2 separate regions of the Mus musculus genome follow, and region 1 is linked to region 2. The links are chromatin contacts, called in public HiCAR-type maps. All regions are on one chromosome and are shown on one strand. The core of a region is the stretch at or near the end of the contact, and the rest is flanking DNA. Distances in the headings are between cores, read along the strand shown. Region 1 has its middle 440 kb from the start of Gm25020. Region 2 has its middle 440 kb from the start of Gm31711.

Evidence for each region. HiCAR-type assays count read pairs that join an accessible place to other places.
Region 1: a contact with region 2 is called in a HiCAR-type map of embryonic stem cells, with 3 times the contacts expected there. The contact joins two enhancer-like sites. A contact is called at or near these places in 7 of 484 Hi-C or Micro-C datasets (granulosa cells, liver, nephron progenitors and 1 more) and 2 of 115 datasets of contacts at active chromatin or transcription factors (both in embryonic stem cells).

The regions. Positions count from the first base shown.
Region 1 is chr13:16,768,039-16,771,190 of GRCm38.p6, reverse strand. No RefSeq gene overlaps it. Among named protein-coding and RNA genes, the nearest start is that of Gm25020, 440 kb to the left of the region's middle. Within about 2 kb of position 1,605, at least 17 of the 459 cell types and tissues checked have an H3K27ac peak or open chromatin away from gene starts, as enhancers often do. A contact at or near this core is called in embryonic stem cells, where this site is marked.
Region 2 is chr13:16,695,318-16,698,466 of GRCm38.p6, reverse strand. No RefSeq gene overlaps it. Among named protein-coding and RNA genes, the nearest start is that of Gm31711, 440 kb to the right of the region's middle. Within about 2 kb of position 1,521, at least 17 of the 459 cell types and tissues checked have an H3K27ac peak or open chromatin away from gene starts, as enhancers often do. A contact at or near this core is called in embryonic stem cells, where this site is marked.

The DNA.
Region 1 (3,152 bases), core at 356-2,855, 73 kb before region 2:
TTGTACCATATAAGTACTATCCAGGCTTAATCCTGCTTAGATTTTGATATCAGAAGAGATCATGGTCAATAATATTATGGCTAAAGACTCATTGAGTATCTCTGAGTGAAGAATGTCTGATGTCATATCTTGTTCAGGATTCCTGAATTTTCCCTTCATTTCACTATTCTGGATTCTTCTGCATTTTCAGAATCTTTTACCTTTATTCAATATATCCCAAAGTCCATTGTCTTCTCATGATCATTGTCCTCATTACCCTCACCATAATCATCATATAACATTGTTTGCGTTTCTACAATGGGGAAATCTCCATGGCATATTCTCACAGATCCTCAAAGACCAGGAAGGGCTAAGCTGTACATTCTATACATTCCTTTGGTAAAGTTGTTTCCATTGTGAAACCCACTTCCAAGAATATATTTCTCTCTAGCTCTTTTTTTCTTTTTCTTTTTCCTTTTCTTTTTCTTTTTCTTTTTCTTTTTCTTTCTTTTCTTTTCTTTTCTTTCTTTTTTTTTTGAAAATGGTGTGAATAAGATGAATATGACAATGTAAGTCATAAATTGCTTTTCATCTATCAGGGACAAGTAAGTGGTGTAATGGTCCTCTAAATTCTTGTGTTGCCCCCTGACTTCTAAGTAGAGGGAAATGTGCTTCTTCAGTGTACATAATTCTGCCTTAAGTAGGGGAAATATCCTTAGAAAATGTCTGACATCTAAGAAGCACTCAAGGTTTTGGGAGGCACGCACAGACAAAATCCCTCAGGCTGCTCCCCTTCTCCCTCCTATGCTGGTGGCTTGAATTTGGGGGATTTGTGGTAGAGCTAAGCATATGTCCATACTTTTTTCTCTGAAGCCCAGCTGTCACTGTGTAGCCTCTGTCTTCCTGTACATAAAACATCCCCTGTACATCTGGAGACTTGGAGAAAAAGGTCTGCCAGTCTGCACATGGGATTTGCAGCTCTTGGCTTCAGCACCTGTGGGCTGAGTGATCTGGAATATATTTGTGTTTCCTGGTCACAGTTGGAGCAGTGAGATTTGACCCTTAGAAGGCAGTGGCTTATTGCAAGCCTGTTCTTAGTGCTTTTAAAATCGTGTGCGCATTGCAGGAGTAAGACACCTCTGCCTACTGAAAGCCAGAGGAATGTGCCTGGAAGCCAAGTCTAGACAGAATTCCTAGGTGGGGAATCAGTGGGGACAGAGGTGAACGCCACACGGTTCAGTCCAATTTTCTGTCCTGCGTTTTTAGCATCTTTATGTTTCTTGGTTTCAGCCAACATGAGAGAGAGAGAGTTTGTGAGCTGCAGATGACCATAACAAGTGGGTTGGGGTTTCCACTGGCGATTAATTTAAATGCTTCACCTTCCTTCCACTTTTAATCTGAAGTGCATTATGGTCCCCAAGGAAGCCCCAGCATTTTACAGGCCTCTGGTTTACTGAGGGGAGCAGCAAATGGATGGAAAACTATTCTTTGTCATGTCTGGTTTACAATGAGTGGGGATTTACGGAAACAATTGCATTACAAAAGCACTAATCCCAGTTGTCAGTGTGATGAGTCAGATAGGGAAACAGGAGGAAGGCGAGGTCCTTTCCATTTTGTTTTCTACATTGACTGGAGCAACTTAACAAGCCAAGACCAAGGCAGCTCTGAGCCACACAGCTGGCACTCCATAAAAGACTGTCACCTCAAGCCCTCATGTGGTCAGTGGCCTTTGTTTCTAAATGTTTGTTGCCACCCATTTCAAATTCCACATCTTGAGACAAACCATCATCTTAGCACTAACCATTTTGTACCTCCTATCCTTCACATCCCTGCCACAAACAGAACAGCCCTGAAATCCCACAAATTTTACTTCTTGCTTCACGTGTACACAAGCATCCTGCCATTCCCCTGAGTCCCTCTGCAGGCTCTCCTCAATAAAGTTCTCCATCCAGCTCTATTCTCAACCATAAGCCTTCATCTCACTCAGCAATGCTCCCAAAAGCGTCCCACCTTGTTCTTTCTGGCCTCATCATGTACTTTTTTCTTTATCATATTAGGCAGTTTATGGTTCATGCAACACTACTGCCCCGCTCATAACAAAACATGACCTTGTTTCATGTTCTTGGTTTGTTTTCTTTCCAGACATTTCTTACTTGCTTCACTTAGATAACCTTAGCTTCTCAAGATGGGGGTGTAGTCCTCCCTCCTGGAAATCTTAATACTTTCTCCTCCACAGAAGCATGCATCACAAAAACAGATGCTCCTAGCTGGCCAAAACTTCCCAGGTAACTTCGGAATAATTGGATGGTACCTCCTCCTCAGTTTTCAGGTCAGCAGTATCTACATAGTGTTCATAAAGTCTTTTTGTGAGGTAAACTTCAGTTTCCCATAAGTGGTAAGGGGTTGCTTATCTGGGAACTACTTTATTTCCTGACTTCACAGTAGTATAGACTAACCCTCAGTATTGCCACCCCTGGTATTGTGGTATCATCCTGAGTGAGGTAACTCAGAGCCAAAAGGACATGCATGGTACATACTCACTAATGAGTGGATATTAGCTAAAAACAAAAGCACAGAATACACAAGATGCAGTCCACCGAGCTCAAAAAGGGCAACAAGCTGAAGGGCCCAAGTGAGGACACCTCAGTCCCACTTGGGAAAGAGAAGAAAGCAATCACAATGGGGGAGGGAGGGAGGGATCTGAGAGGGAAAAGTGGATCATTGTGGAGACAAGGGTTGAGAAGGAAGTATGGGGATGTAGAACAGTCAGAGGGTAGACTGGGAGGGGAATAAAATCTGGAGTGTAAACAAACAAACAAACAAACCCCCCAATGCTAGCATGAAAACATAATGGGTCCTGAAGTCCATTCCAGGGCTTCTAGCTTTGAAGTCACTCAGTGGCCTCCCTGTAGCTTTAAGAAGCCTTTTCAATGGGTATTTAATTCTATAATGACTGAACATATGATTACTACTGAATGTTTTACAAAATGTTTCAGAGTGAAAGACAGAGAGAAACATAGGTTACCCTGTGTGGGTCAAGGACACAGTGTAGTAGCATTTCTAAGGTTCCAATGTCTATCCTGTCAGGTAGAGGCTCTAGTGATCCTCATGCCCACTGTTACTAAGTGTGTACTGGTTCTGAGTATTGGCTGCATATGTGGGTCACGTTCCTG
Region 2 (3,149 bases), core at 272-2,771:
TTTTTGTAAACTTATATTCCTCAAAGTAGCACAAGACAACAGTGATGTGCCCTGAGGATGGCTGGAAACCTAGCACAAGCCTCTGGCCACGTCCTCATTTTATTGTGCTTTTGAACTTATTGTACTTTGCCACTACTGTTATTGGCATGAGGAACTGACAGTGTGTGTGAATATGTCAATGTGTCTGGGGGGTAACCTTTAGAGTCTATTAATATACAAGAGCTGTTGTTTCTGTGTCTTTTTTCTCTGAAGAAAAAAGCAGTTAAAAGAAAATATAGGAATGTTATGGTTAATAGTAACACAGTTAAGACTGAAAAAAAAGTTATGCAGGCTTCCCTTCAGCTAGACCTAAGTGCTGAGCTTCTGTTCGCGTGGAATGCTTTGGTCCTAGAACTTAAAAATATTAATTCTGTAAATTGAGGCTTAAAAAAAGAAAAGAAAGAAAGTAATACAACAAAGATCTCTTGTTAAATGATTTAGGAGAGATACTTGATCATCTAAATCAAGTATTTTAAAGGACAATAAGTATCTTACAGACTGTCGTGATAGTACAGTTTGTTTACGTGAAGCAACACTCATTGCAGACATAAGACAACAGTTTTCCTAAATTATAAAGTTTGGTATTTCCTGTAAATTTTGATAATTTTTAATCAAAGGAGGTTTTAGAAAAATTTAAATTGTATTTATCATTAATAGTTAACAATAACAGAAAATGAAGACCCAAATGTGATTTTGTTAATGCTCAAAAATTTTTAAACTGGCTCAGTGAGTATGACTGTCACCAAGGCCAGAACCTGAGTTCACTCCCAAAGGCCCACATGATGTAAATTTTAGACAAACCCTTAACACTGCACTCCAAGCAATGTCTCTGACTACTAAAACATGCTGGATATTTCTCACCTTAACAGTATATCCATAAATAAATAAATACTTAATTCTCTAACTATTTTCTTTTTTAAAATATTTTTTATTACATATTTTCCTCAATTACATTTCCAATGCTATCCCAAAAGTCCCCCATACTCTCCCCCCCACTTCCCTACCCACCCATTCCCATTTTTTTGGCCCTGGCATTCCCCTGTACTGAGGCATATAAAGTTTGTGTGTCCAATGGGCCTCTCTTTCCAGTGATGGCCGACTAGGCCATCTTTTGATACATATGCAGCTAGAGTCAAGAGCTCCGGGGTACTGGTTAGTTCATATTGTTGTTCCACCTATAGGGTTGCAGATCCCTTTAGCTCCTTGGGTATTTTCTCTAGCTCCTCCATTGGGAGCCCTGTGATCCATCCAATAGCTGACTGTGAGCATCCACTTCTGTGTTTGCTAGGCCCCAGCATAGTCTCACAAGAGACAGCTATATCTGGGTCCTTTCTTTTAATTATTACCTCAAAGATGGACTTTTTATGGTAACGTGGCTTCTTCATTCTTCTTTCTGACATTCTGCATTTAAGCAGTGCCCTTTCTCTTCTTCCTACCACTGCCTTTCTCTTTAATTGGCTTGTGGAGGATAACAACCTGAACCCAGTTTGTTAATCCTGCTGTGGCTCAGGCTCATTCCCTGGAACAACAGATAACAAAAGGACCTCTTTTGTGTTGAGTCATTCCCTTTAGGGCATCGCTGAGGATTGTAAAAGAAACCCACCCAAGGGTGAATGAGACCACTTTCAGTCACGTGTAGACATAAGGAAAACAAATCAGCAGCGAAGATGTTAGAGCAGAAGCTTTGTAAAAATTAAGGATAGGGCACATCCAGCCAGTAGCATTTTTTTAAGTAAACAAAACAATTCAACACACCAAGCGAAGAAAGCCATGTATAGTGAAGGTGAAACCAGCCTTTGACAGTAATGAGTTTGTCATGGGGAGCTGTGACTCCCGGGAAGGGCTTGCCAGTGAAATGTAGATGGTGAGAAAGTTGGAGTTTTGTGGTTTTAGGCAGGGCTGAGGCTAGCCATTCAGGAGCAGATTGATGCCTAGAGGCTGTGAGTAAGGAACAAGGCAAGGCAGAGAGAATTACCCAGGTAAGTTTGTCATGGTTCCCAGCAGGGTTTGGCTGCTCAGGCTAAAACTGCCTCAGTCTGGTGGTTTTCAAACCAGCTCTCAAGAAAAACCAGAAGAACCGTTCCTTCCTTGTTTGTCTTGCACTGAAGTCAGGAGAAGGACTTGGTGGCTTCCACAATCAAGGAAACCAGCAAACATTCTGAACTCACTTGGTTCGCTTCTTCATCTTTTGCCTGCCTTCCTTTTCCTTCATACTAGTTACACCTTCAGAGATTGCCTCACCCAGCAGCAAGAAAGTAGGCTTGTGGGCCAATTGTACTTACTAGCAAATTGGTCCTTTGTCTTCCCAACAGTGAAAGTACAGAGTGAAGGACACTGGGCATCCTCTCCACCATGCTTTGTCACTTTAAAAGGAGAACTAGTACTAACTTCATACTGTTTTGAGGCTGTTTTGTCTTTCTGTTTTAAAACTATACATAATCTTTTCCTGTAGAAGAGAAGAATACAACGTAATTTTTCTTCCTAAGTAAAAACTAAGTGATCTTTTAAACTAGAACAGCATGCATTTTAAAAAGACAATTCTATATTTTCTTATCTACTTGACTGATTAATTTTCTCCCCTCACATTTGTTAATGAACAAATACCATAATTGTCACTTAATTTTTTGGGTAAGAGGTAGTAGGAGACTGTCCAAGCCATCTTACATCTTAATTATGAGTTATCCTTCTCCTCAGCAGCAATAGCTATCCCTGTCTACAAATAATTATGAATTGAGTATATGCAGATGCTTCAGTCTCATATGATGTATCATTGTTCATGCCCCCTTTCTCCCTCACTCTCTCTCTCCCTCTTGTGTAACATGATCATAATATCTGAGATGTGTTTGGTAATTAGATTCCCACAGGTACTTTCAAGTATCAGGTAGCACAGGTACAAAATTTTCAGTTATGAAAACAGACAGTGGATTTCCTCTTCTTTACTTAGGAAGGCTCCATGATATGGTATTAAAAACACATATTGCATGGAAAGGTAGTGTTTAATTAACAATATATAGGAAGTGGCCCTTTTTTAAAACAATAAACTTATGTTCTGTCTTCACTGAAGCAAGTATATTAGTACAATTCCAAGTATTAGACACTAGGAGTCATAG